2 separate regions of the Manis pentadactyla genome follow, and region 2 is linked to region 1. Evidence: chromatin contacts called from public Hi-C data. All regions are on one chromosome and are shown on one strand. Each heading gives the region's core, a stretch centred on a gene start, on an enhancer-like site or on the middle of the called end of the contact. The rest is flanking DNA. Distances are from core to core; before and after follow the strand shown. Region 1 holds the start of INCENP (inner centromere protein). Region 2 holds the start of FADS1 (fatty acid desaturase 1).

Region 1 (6,464 bases), core at 2,321-4,820:
GTGCCGCAGATGGTGGGCAAACCACCAGAAGCAAGAAGAGAAGCATGGAACCGTTTCTCCCTCACAGCCTCAGGAGGAACCGGCCCTGCCAGTACTTTGATCTTGTACCTCCAGCCTCCAGAATGGTGAGACAATACATTTCTGTCACTTAAGCCACTCAGTTTGCTGTGGCAGCCCCAGCAAACGATTACAGATTTTGCAGAGCTTTTTCCGTCACATACCTTCCAGTTGTCGACTACACTTGACTTTGTAGAACCAAATTAAGTTGCCTTTTCTCTCTGGTAGCCCGTAACTGAGAAATTTCAAAATGTGAAAAGGACATACAAACTTAGGGTTTCAGAATCATTGGATGGAAGGAACACAGTCCAACTACTCATTCTGGGTAGGAATTGCTTATACAGTATCTCCCGGCAGCCAGGGGCAGGCAAGAGTGTCATATCCTTAGGGCACAATGAAGGTAGGACAACTCAGAGCCAGACAAGATATTCTGCAACAGAGAGGTAGACTTGGAATGCAGCAAAGAATTGATGTGCTTGATAGCTTCATTGCTGGAAGCTGCAGAGAGGTGCTCCTTACAGATCTTGAAGAAAATGGGACTGCCACCTGTGAGCTCAACAAAAGGTCACTTATAAGGGGCAGAGCAGGAATATGCAGTCAACCAAACAAAGCAAAAGAAAAGCCAAAGCAGTGAGTGCTGGTGTTACCTATCTGAGGCTCTACAGGGGAGAACAAGGTGTAGCCAGAAAACTTCAAGTATTTCTTGTTCCATAGGAAAGGTTTTCTCTTAGGTGGAAATAGATACAGGGAGCACAGAAGATGTCGCTTATTTCCAACCCCACTGGCAAGACTCTCCCTGTTATAAGCTGGATGCAGCGGGTTGGCATTGCTTGATGCCGTTAACCATTCATCTAATTCTCCATGCTGGTTCCATTAGCAGGACAACTTTCAGATCACATGTGGCTTCCACTGTGCCCCAGAGAGAGAACGCCCTTGATTACATCCAGGCTACTTCTGGCTACTGAAGATAGTGACTCTTCACACTCAGATCTCAATAAAAGAGCATCTGATTATCATTTCATTCTGTGCCCTGCATAAGAGAGAGACTGCATAGATAACAGCCATGCAAGGATTTTAGTCTGGTGGGTTTTATTCTTCACAGCAAGTTAATAAACAGGCACTCCTTCCTCCTTGTATTAACCTTCCTTTTGCACATTTTTTAGTTCGCATAAATGAGTCTGTCAGCCATCACTATCATAGGGCAACAGCAAAAAAGAGTGAGTCTTTGCAAATTCAACCCAGAGGCCCCTAAAATGCAGCACACAGCCCAGAGGATGTCCACTATCAGCTTTGATGGAGATACTAGGAGAGAATTGGCCCTCCATCAGAACAACAGCAAAACTGGGTCCTAAATGTGAGGCAACTCTTTTTAAGCTTTGGACCACAGGAAGAGCCAGAAGGTGCTGCCTATGAGAAGGGAAACACCTGGGGTTAAGCCACATGATAACTTAGTCTCTGTCTCCTGTGGTGCAGTGAGCTGGGGCCCGCCTGAGCTGAGATGGCAGATAATCAGACCTAGGGGCAACTGAAGTGACTGGAATATTCAGGGCAGGGACAGAAATCTGGGGGGGACCTCTGTGAAGTAGGGAAGATGTAGAGCAAGTAGAACTCTCATTAACTGCTTGTGGAAATGTAAAATGGTACAACTATTTTGGAACACTTTCTAACAGTATCTTATTATAAAGTGAAACAACACTGACGACATGCCTCAGCAGTTCCATTCCCAGAGAACTTCTTTCCTACCCAAAAGAAATGAAAACATACATCCACCAAAACTTTGTCTACGAATGTTCATAGCAGCTTTATTCATAATGAATGATAATTCATCCCAAACTGGAAACAGCCCAAATAGTGAATGAATAAGCAAACTGTGGCATATTTATACAACTTGCTACTGTTCAGCAATAAAAAAGGAACTAACTACTGATACTCACAATACGGATGAATCCAAAAAATATAATGCCAAGTGGAAAAAATGAGACATTTTGTGTGAGCACATTGTGCATGATTTCATTTATATGGGGTGTGGAAGATTTGACTGCAAGGCTGCAGGTAGGAAATTCTTGAGGTGATGGAAGCATGTTTTATCTTGATCATAGGTGCATGAATTTGCCCAGACTCACTGGACTGTACATTTAAAATATAGTCATATTTAATAAGACCTCAATATATTGATTAAAACAGAACAAAACAACAAAGAGGGCCAGCCAGGCATGCAGTAGCTGATCAGAGGTGCTCTTTGAGAGGTCCTGCTAACTCACATTCCTTTCCTATTGATTGCTACACGGGAAGATTCCAAAACCTCAGAAGGCAAAGCCTGCAGTTAGAACCTGACTCCCTCCACAGAGGAAATTACTTAACCTTTCTGAGATGGTTTTATCATCTGTAAGAAGGGAGGATACTTTTTTCCAAGAGCTGTTGAGAGGGTTAACATATTCATGGCAGCATTATCCATAATAGTAGAAACTTGGAAAAAACAAATATTCCAAATGCCCACGAATGGTAGAATGAATAGTACAGCATAGGGACTTTAATTAATAATATTGTATTGCATATTTGACAGTTGCTAAGAAAGTAGGTCTTAGAAGTTCTCATCATAAGAAAAAAATCTGTAACTATATATGGTGACAGATGTTAACTCAACTTACTGTGGTGATCATTTCTCAATGTATACAAATACCAAATCATTGTTGTACACCTGAAACTAATGTTATATATTGATTATACTTAACTAAAAAAAAACCCAGTAGAATAAATAAGACTGCAAAATATTCCTAAATCGGACTATTATACAGCAGCAATAAGAATGAACGAATTACAGCCATGCAAAACAGTATGGAAGAATTTCGCAAACACAATGTTGAGCAAAAGACGCCAAACACAAGAGCAGACTGTATAATACATTACTGAAAAAAAAAAAAAAGCCAACTATAATGCTGAGGGACCCGTGCTGGCTGTTAAGACTATGTAAGCAATACAATGGTTGCCACACTTTTTTTTCTCTTAAGGCATTAGAGAAACGTTGCAGCGCAGGTGTCTGCACACTTTGGAGGAGGCTGTCATTGACGGGGGTAGGGGGGCTTCTGGGAGGCTGGCGAAACTTTATTTCTGGTGGTTGTTTTCCAGGAATGATTTTGATAAACTAATAAGCTGTATATCTCTATTTTGTGCACTTTTTAAAAGATGCGTGCTATATTTCACAATATATATATTTTAAAGAAGACCCCATTCAAGATAAGATGAGGTGTCTGAGAGAACGCAGGACTTGCGCGCAGGGGCATCCACCTCCCCCAGCATGTACCTCCCACCAGCTCTAGGAGCCGAGCTAAAGAGGCGCCACGCTCCAAAAAGCAAGGCTTCGGCTCCCAAGGTTCAGGCGAGTGGACAGGTATCCCGTGCATACAGGGCCACCTTGACCTGGGCAAGCTCTCTCCCGCTCTCCACCTGCGAAGACAACCTGCGATCGCCGGCGCCTGCGCAAGCGTGCCCGCCACAGACCAGGCTGCGCATGCGCCCTCTGGTCCGCGCGGGGTGTCGCTAGAGCAAGGGAGCAGCTGCCCGGTGGGAAAGGACCCTGGGGCAGGGACTGCAGCCAAGTGCTCCTCTGAGTGAGTTGCTGGTTTCTAGAGGGGCACCCATGTTTAGTTCCAGAAACGTGCCAGCGCAGGGGTCTGCCAACTTCTGTAAAGGCTGACGGTAATTACTGTACTTCAGACTTTGTGGGCAAAGGGGCAAACTCTAAGATATTTTGGAGGTTCGTAGATAACAAGGGAGGAGACAAATAGCTACATTTTTCTAATTGATGAAATTCAAAATATGTTAAAAAAAATAATTGAATATAATTTTATTTCAGACTAGGTTTACTAATGTTACTGAACCCCCAAATCTGATTCATGAGCCTGATGCACAACAAACCAATCTCTGACTCACTGGGGTTGAAGCAGAGAAAGCTTCGTTATTAGAGGGTAGCCCACCAAAAAAGCAGGAAAACATTCCCAAATCTGCCTTGCCTGGTTGAGTCGAGCAGCAGTTTATATACGATTAGCAAAGGAATGTGAAAGTTAGGGCAGAAACTAGAGAGACCTCGAAACTTCTAGGAGTTTTGCGTTGATTTTGGCTTCCTGGTATCATCCGGGGGTCCTGGAGTGTTTCATGTTTATCCTAGAGTATTTTGTGTTAAAACTGGTGTGTTTTATATTGAACTATTGGTTCTGCAACACAGAGTTTGTCAACCATTTCTAGTAATCAGCTGTAGGGAAGAGACAGAAAGGATAAGATTCCCACAAAGCAGTGAAGGAATGTTAAGCATTTGGGGCTACTCTAGAGGGAGAGGGGTAGACAGATAAAGAAACATGTGTCCGGGTTCCCTAATAACAATGATTTTCTGCTTGGGGAGTAAGGGTGGGTAGTGGAGGATAACATTTCCCTAAATGTGGTTCAAAGTTAATGTTCCCTACCATTAGAATCGATTTCAGTGTTCGTCTGTTAATGCAGATCTACAGTGAAATTTTTACCCACTTGGTTTTGAAGTATTTTATTTTTTTGACAAAAAAAATATTTTTATTTCATTTATAATCCCAATGACTTACTAACGGGGTGTGCCTGTTGGGTACTGCGCAACTTTTCCAACCTTGGAATCAGATTGGACATCACCCACCCTCATTTCCTGTCCATTGATTTTTATTGTTGTTGTTGTTGTTATCATTAATCTACAATTACATGAAGAACATTATGTTTACTAGGGTCCCCCCTTCACCAAGTCCCCCCTGCAAACCCCATTACAGTCACTGTCCGCCAGTGTAGTAAGATGTTGTAGAATCAGTACTTGTCTTCTCTGTGTTGCACAGCCCTCCCCATGCCCCCCGTGGGGCATAATGCCACATTATACATGCTAATCGTAACACCCCCTTTCTTTTTCCCTGCCCTTATCCCTCCCTTCCTTCCCATTCTCCCCAGTCCCTTTCCCTTTGGTAACTGTTAGTCCATTCTTGGGTTCTGTGATTCTGCTGCTGTTTTGTTCCTTCAGTTTTTCTTTGTTCTTATACTCCACAGATGAGTGAAATCATTTGGTATTTGTCTTTCTCCACCTGGCTTATTTCACTGGGCATAATACCCTCTAGCTCCATCCACGTTGTTGCAGATGGTAGGATTTGTTTTCTTCTTATGGCTGAGTAATATGCCATTGTGTATTTGTACCACATCTTCTTTATCCATTCATCTACTGATGGACACTTAGGTTGCTTCCAATTCTTGGCTATTGTAAATAGTGCTGCTATAAACATAGGGGTGCATCTGTCTTTTTCAAACTGGGCTGCTGCATTCTTAGGGTAAATTCCTAGGAGTGGAATTCCTGGGTCAAATGGTATTTCTATTTTGAGCTTTTTGAGGAACCTCCATACTGCTTTCTATAGTGGTTGAACTAATTTACATTCCCACCAGCAGTGTAGGAGGGTTCCCCTTTCTCCACAACCTCGCCAACATTTGTTGTTGTTTGTCTTTTGGATGGTAGCCATCCTTACTGGTGTGAGGTGATATCTCATTGTGGTTTTAATTTGCATTTCTCTGATCACTAGCGATGTGGAGAATCTTTTCATGTGTCTGTTGGCCATCTGAATTTCTTTGGAGAACTGTCCGTTCAGCTCCTCTGCCCATTTTTTAATTGGATTATTTGCTTTTTGTTTGTTGAGGTGCGTGAGCTCTTTATATATTTTGATGTCAAGCCTTTATCAGATCTGTCATTTATGAATATATTCTCCCATACTGTAGGATACCTTTTTGTTCTATTGATGGTGTCCTTTGCTGTACAGAAGCTTTTCAGCTTGATGTAGTCCCACTTGTTCGTTTTTGCTTTTGTTTCCCTTGCCTGGGGAGATATGTTCATGAAGAAGTCTCTCATGTTTATGTCCAAGAGATTTTTGCCTATGTTTTTTTCTAAGAGTTTTATGGTTTCATGACTTACATTCAGGTCTTTGATCCATTTCGAATTTACTTTTGTGTATGGGGTTAGACAGTGATCCAGTTTCATTCTCTTACATGTAGCTGTCCAGTTTTGCCATCACCATCTGTTGAAGAGACTGTCATTTCCCCATTGTATGTCCATGGCTCCTTTATCGTATATTAATTGACCATATATGTTTGGGTTAATGTCTGGAGTCTCTATTCTGTTCCACTGGTCTGTGGCTCTGTTCTTGTGCCAGTACCAAATTGTCTTGATTACTGTGGCTTTGTAGTAGAGCTTGAAGTTGGTGAGCGAGATCCCCCCCCCACACACACTTTATTCTTCCTTCTCAGGATTGCTTTGGCTACTCAGGGTCTTTGGTGTTTCCATATGAATTTTTGAACTATTTGTTCCAGTTCGTTGAAGAATGCTGTTGGTAATTTGATAGGGATTGCATCAAATCTGTATA
Region 2 (6,464 bases), core at 1,271-3,770, 230 kb before region 1:
CTTGGACCTGTTACCCAATGAATTCAGGAGAAGCAGGGACCTCAAGACTCCCAAGAAGTACTGAGTGTGGCCACCTGTGACCCTATCTAGGCCTTCTTTCTCATCCCTGCCCCTCAACAACCACAGGGTCTCCAAAAGACAAACAGGGTCTCACATTCTTAGTGGGTTCAAAGCTGGGCTCCTCTGGAGATAGTTCTCCAATCAGAAGCGAATTCATGTACTTCCTCACAAGGCCCTTGTTGATGTGGAATGCCACAAAGGGATCCTGCAAGGACAGGGAGAAGGCAGAATAGTGAGGAAGCCAGCCTGGCCCCCTGGACTCCTGGAGGACTCACACCAAGGCCACCCTCTCGTTCCAGCAAGGTGGCTACATCCCGGTTCAAACAGATATGACCTCCTTCCACCCAACTTCCCTCTGGGGGTGCTCAGACCTTTCCTATGTGTCCACAGTGCAGTCACCCAGCATCTGTGTTCTAGTAAAGGCACCACAGCAAGGAATAGGAAGCGTGGGTAGGGGGAACCACAGAAAGACCTGCCTGACTGGCTTTTCCTCGGGGTGTCTCTAGGGACAGCTTTTGCCCAAGAATTTAGGTATAGTTGACAACCTGAAGGGATGGGTGGGGCTGTAAGACTTCTTTTTTTGAGGGACTTTTAACAGGCCCCTCTCTGAGCCAGTGTTCTCCATAAAATGTGATCAGGAAAATTGCCTATGTCTTAGGAACTTGGGAACTTTTTGCATTTCTCCCATTTCCCTGTGCTGCGATCCTGGGTGTTCTATATTTTCCGTAGCACTCTGACCACCCCCTACCCCAAATTTTGGTTACCCGAGGTGACAAAATTCAAGTCCCTGCCCTATGGGGAAGAGGCAGGCAAGGCCAGAACCGAGGCGGAGCCGGCGGCCAGTGGCACCACACATCCGGACCAATCGCCGTCCCGGCCTCGGCAGGCCCCCGCCCCAAATCAACTGCGGGAAGCCCCAGCGGAGGGGCCGGCTCCGTGTGCGCATGCGCTGGTCGGCGTCCTTGCCGGCTGTCTGGGGGGCCCAGTGATTACTCGGGGTGACAAGTGTGTAGGCTCCAGCCTCGCCGCCTAGGCGGGCCCCGTCAAAGCATGGGTTGGGTCACCACCCCGAAGCGTCTATGCTCCGCGGCGATATAACGGGAACCCCAGAGGCGCACTCTGGGCTGGCAAGGGCAGAGGGTGGGGAACAGCGGAAGGGGTCAGGCTGCTCGCAGGGCACGGAGGGGAGAAGTGTGTAGAGGAAGGGGACGCAGCAACGCGAACGTTTCAACCTTTGCGTCCCACTGGTCATCCCCGGCTCTCCAACCCAGTAGGGAGGCGCCAGGTACCAGGTACCAGAACAGGTGGTCTAGAAAGGGAAGCAGCAGAGCCCAGGCTGGGGCGCGCGCTGACCCCTCAGTGAGGCCGAGGGAAGAGAGATACTACCTACAGCTGCGGGTAACAGCTGGAGACCCCGCTGGCCTGCGGCGGAGTGACTTCACTACAGGTTTCGAGGGCCGTTCCGGGTGTCCTTGCTAAGTGTATCCTGATGCAGGACCCCCACCTTCAGCATGCCGCTCCCATTCTTCCCTGTGCACCAGCAACCGTTAGCCCTCTCCGGCCGGTGAGGCCCTTCCCGGCCCTCCGGTCTTCACCCTGCAGGGGGGTTCCCAAGGCAGCGGGGCCCCGGGGAGCTACCCGCCTCAGCCCTCTCCTCAAGAGTTCCCTCCTCTGCTCCCGCTCGCTCACTCCGGCACGCTCAGTCAAGACGCGGCCGCGCTCCCCTCCCAGCCTCCGAGACACACAGAGACTCAGTCTCCCTGCCACAGAACCCTCCTTCCTATGCCCAGCTCTGGGCCTGACCACGCCTGGACACCCCAGACTCGGAGCCACAGACAGAGCGCACGCACGGCGGAGCGGTCCTTTGTGTGTGCACATTGCTGGCCTCCCTCCCCATTTTCCAGATTCGTTTCCACAGCCTTTCTCCTGCCCTTGAATCCCTTGCCCGCAGTACAGCTAAACATCAGGCAACAAGTACGCTCCGGCACGTACGCCTTTCCCCCGAATTAGTCGGTGTTTGGCCGCGGATGCCAAACTTCCTGTCTCGCGCACTGAGCCTCCGGCCGCGGCCGTCCGGCCCCGCCTCCTCCGGTGCCCCCGTCCGGTGGCGCTCACCGTAGCATCCTGCCCCGCGTAGTGGCTGATGACCCGGGAGCCCCCGGGGTGCCGGCGGGTGAACTCGCTGATGTTGTACACCTTCCGGTCGATCACGAGCCACCGCTCCTCCTCGCGCCCGGAGCGCTGCGCCACCTCGTCCCAGGAGAAGTAGCGCGAGGTCGGTCCCGGGGCTGGGGTCTTGGGGACCATCGCGGCCCCGCGACAAAGCGCGCGAGCCGGCGCAGGCTGTCAGGCGCGCGTTCCGGGCCCGAGGCGTAGCGCGCGCCAGCCTCACGTACTAGGTGAGCCGGCCCGCTAGCGCGCGCCCGGAGACCACCGCCCGCGCGCCGGGTTTTCAGCACCCGCGGCGCGGACTGCCTAGCCTCGCTGCGCGCGCTCCCATTGGTCGAGCCGCGTGGCGCGGTGAGCGAGCCCCCGCTTTCCCGCCGGGCCCCGCGCGGGCCGGCGGGCGCCGCGAGCGGGCTGCTGCCGGCCTGTGGGGGCGCGCCCCCTCGCGGGCTCCTTGGAGGGGTTGCCGCCGGACCCCGCATCCGGATCGCGGCTTTAGCTGCCAGGGGGCGCCGCGGCGGGATAACGCTTCCTGTGGAGGCTTCTGCGGGTGGCGGCCCCGAGCGAGCGAGCGGCCTGGCGTTCCGAGGTAGGCAGCGGCGCGCGGGGGAGCCGGTGGCTGGGGGGCCGCCGGGACTGGCGGGTTGGGGGCCAGGGGACGTGGAAAGCGGCTGTCCCCGGGGCCTCGTCCTTGGCCTAGGATCGTCCCCGCTGGTCTCCAGACGCTGACCTGATAAGCCGCCTCCTCCTCGCCGCGGTGCGTGGCCTGAAATAACTGTCTGAGAACCCTTGGCAATTATCTTGTTAACATAATTATGGTGTGTTGGTTTGAGGGCGGTGTTAGAGCTTTGCTCGTTATAACGTTAAATATGCCCCACAATTTTTGCAACCTTGTTTGCCTTTTTTGTTTTAATACTTGCTTTGTATTTAAAATAACTGGGATTCGTTAAGAAAAGGAAGTGTCCTTGACCTCCGGGAGGCTCTGTGTGAAGAGCCTGGGCCTGAGGCTGAAGCATGTCTATTCCATCTTGGAGGCACCTGGGACTCAGTCGTAAGGGGCCTTTAAGTAGAGAGTTTGGTGCCGCAGGTCTCTGGGCTTTAGGAAGAAATGAGAAAGCGCCTAGAGGCTGCGGGCGCCGATCAAGAAGCTGTCACAGTATGAAGACAAGCAGAGTTTACATACTAAATTTTTTTATTTATTCAACACTTTATAAAGTGCTTGCAATGTGCCAGGCACTGTTCCTAATATTTTACAAACATAAACTCATTTAATTGTCATAACAACCAATGACGTAGGAACTAGTATTAACCTCATTTACAGATGGAGAAACTGAGCCACTGAGAGGTTAAGTATTTTGATAGAGAACTATTAAGCAGCAGGGCTGAAGTTTGGAACCGGCCTGGGCTCTGAACTCCTACACTCTGCTGTCTCTCCTCTGATTGCACTTTGATGGACTTTGCAGCCACGGGAAAGGAAGCTGAGCTTTATCCTGAGCACTGAGCTAGAGTTTGAGCTCTGAGTAGTCAGGAGAGGCTTATACAGAACAGATTAGGAGAACAGTGACTAGATTTCTGGTAGAAAAAGACCTTCATCCATTCAATCCAAATTCCTCATTTTATAGATAAGAAAATTGAGGTTCAGAGTGGGGAAGGGACTTCCCAAGTTCCCACGTGGAATCTCAGCTGTCCTGGCTTCCAGTTAAAATGCCAGGCTGCTACGCCTTGCTCAGAAATGATGGTCCGTGTACAATCCCTCTGTACAGGCCATTTTCCTTTTTAAGAAAACTTTGCCTAACAACTTGGCAGTGTGTAACAAAAGTTAGAAAATGATTGGTACTCTTTGGTCAAGTAATTTCACTCTGGAAAATTGAGGGTAGAGCAGGGAGACTACAAACACTAACTGCAAGTCCTGACAGTAAGAAAATCAGCAAGCTCCTGGTATATATCAGCACAGTGAGGAACTACAGACCGATTAAAAATGACCAGGGTGTGAACTGCATAGATAGGTAAAAAATCCTCTGCAGTGAAAAAAGCAGAATCCAAAGCAGTATGTACTCACTGATTACAATTATGTGAGAATCCTGTGGGTATCACAGTAACAGAAGAAAGAACACTTCATAATTTATTTTTAAACATTAAGTTAATTTTTCTGTAAAGTTGCTTAATCTCATTAAAGAAGAAACAGGAAAAAAGACTTCTATGGTTATCCCTGTAGTGAAAGTGCTGTGGGATAGAAGCTTTTATGCTCTTAGCGAGAATGATTAACCTTTCTGGGAAAATAGTTTGGCAACTTTTTAGAATCTTAAAAATGTTAATTCCATGTTTAGGGATATAGTCTAAGGAAATATTTTTAGAAAAATATTTATAAATGAAAATATTCATTGAAGCAATATTTATGGTAGCAAAAAATGGCAAGTTTTCCATTGTGAGCATGTATTACTTTTTACAATCAGAAGAAAAGCTTTTTTTTTTTTTTTTTAAAGAAAATGCCACTTGTAGGGTGATTCTTTGATTAATCCTGTTACCTGAAACCATTCAGTGTTTCATTCAAACATTTATGGATTGTCTGCTCCTTGTCAGTTATACCGATAAGTGCTGGAAATACAAAGTCCATTACCACGTGGATCAGGCCTAACTTAAGTCCACTGGAGAAAACAAACAGACAAATCACTGATTATTGGTCACAGGACAAACGGAAATAACTCTTGCTGATTCTCAACATTTAAGCAGTTTGTGTGACATGAATTTGCATTTGTTTCTTTGCAAGTGTTCTTATGCCAGCACCATGTAGTTTGGCTACTTCCCTAACTAAATTGTAATCTGGGGCAGGGACTGTGAATTCTGTTCAGTTCTACCTGGCATATATTTACAGTACCCTAGTTGGAGTTCTTTGTGGAATCAATAAACTTGTTGAACTAACTGATGGTTTCAACCTGAAAAAAAAGGACAGCTTAGCAAGCATACAGCCACTAGGCAAATATCCTATTGTGCTCTCCTGTCCGTATGCTCCTACACAAATGGTCGTGCAGACTAAAAGATACACTTCCAGGCCTGAAAAGAGGGCCAGCTGGACAAATCTATTGCCGCATAGGCTCTGCTGATCTTAACTTGCTTTATCCAGAAAACGAATCACATGCTTAATTCCAAGTTGAAACTTGTTAATACTCCCAATTATTCTGGCTAAATTTACTAAGGGAACAGAGAGAAATCAGCTTAAGACCCTATACCAATTCTAATACACCAAATTTAAATAACATAACTGCTAAAGGCTATTGGAGTGATTTATTATGTGAGTTCAGATTTTGATCTGTTTTGAGAGGATATCACAAATATATAAAAGACTGGGCTGGATCCTTCAAAAAGTCAACCAATGTAGGAGGAAGAATACTGATTATGCTCAGCCCTTGCTACAGCCTTGTCTCGCTGAACAGCCTCAGACAATTAAAGATCAAAGCCATCTTCATAGTATCTAGGTTTCTGTGAAATTAGGTAATTTATGGGGACACAATGAGCTCATGCCTGGCACACAGTAAGCACTAATAAAATTAACTGAATCAGTCTTTGTTTTAAGAAAAATCATCTATAATAGCCCTCTAGATTAATGCCAAGTAATATATAATTACTAAATAATTTATGACATGTAGTGCTTCAACTAAAGAGAAAGGATCCAAAGATCACATTTCTATTAGAGACAAAGGGAGAAATAGAAACAGGATTCCTTCATTTTACCGCATTCTAAGAACATGGGAGATGGGGGATTAGGGGCTCATGAAATTTCCTTAATGTAATCTTATTACTGTTGTAGAGAGTATAGACACCTTACAAATGGTTATGTTAAACCCACTATTTTATAGGTAAAATGACTGAGATCCAAAGAGCTAGAGCCACACACAGAAAATAGGAAATCTGGGGCTGGGATGGGTAAATTCAGAATTCATTTATACCTTTTAGTGCCTCTGCAAGAGTTCCTAAACAGTGGATTCATTGAATGTATTTGATGTAATGCCGCCCTTGTTCAAGAGGAAGTGGTGGGGTCACTGTTGCTGTCCTTGCTTCACAGGGGCACGTCTTCCTCCTAGGCACTTAGAGCTGCCTCTGTAAAGTGAGAGAAGGCAAGCCAAAGAGATAGGCCTTAGGCCTTCAGATTTCCCCAAGGACTTGGTCTGCAGTGCCCCAGGCATCAGTGTCCGCTTTTTGCTGGTCTTTTAATGTAACTTGACAGTACAAAGGATCTCTTC

What was found. A called contact is a pair of places that touch in the nucleus more often than the background predicts.
Region 2: a contact with region 1 is called in a Hi-C map of blood, with 5 times the contacts expected there. The contact joins the promoter of FADS1 here to the promoter of INCENP in region 1. A contact is called at or near these places in 2 of 3 Hi-C or Micro-C datasets (blood and fibroblasts).

What each region holds. Positions count from the first base shown.
Region 1 is chr9:15,178,817-15,185,280 of mManPen7.hap1, reverse strand. It overlaps INCENP (inner centromere protein), which reads left to right and starts at 3,570. Exons shown (of 19, transcript XM_036925682.2): 1 at 3,570-3,665.
Region 2 is chr9:15,407,689-15,414,152 of mManPen7.hap1, reverse strand. It overlaps FADS1 (fatty acid desaturase 1), which reads right to left and starts at 2,520. Exons shown (of 11, transcript XM_036925538.2): 1 at 2,176-2,520. The coding sequence starts at 2,367. The region is part of intron 1 of FADS2 (fatty acid desaturase 2); the gene reads left to right.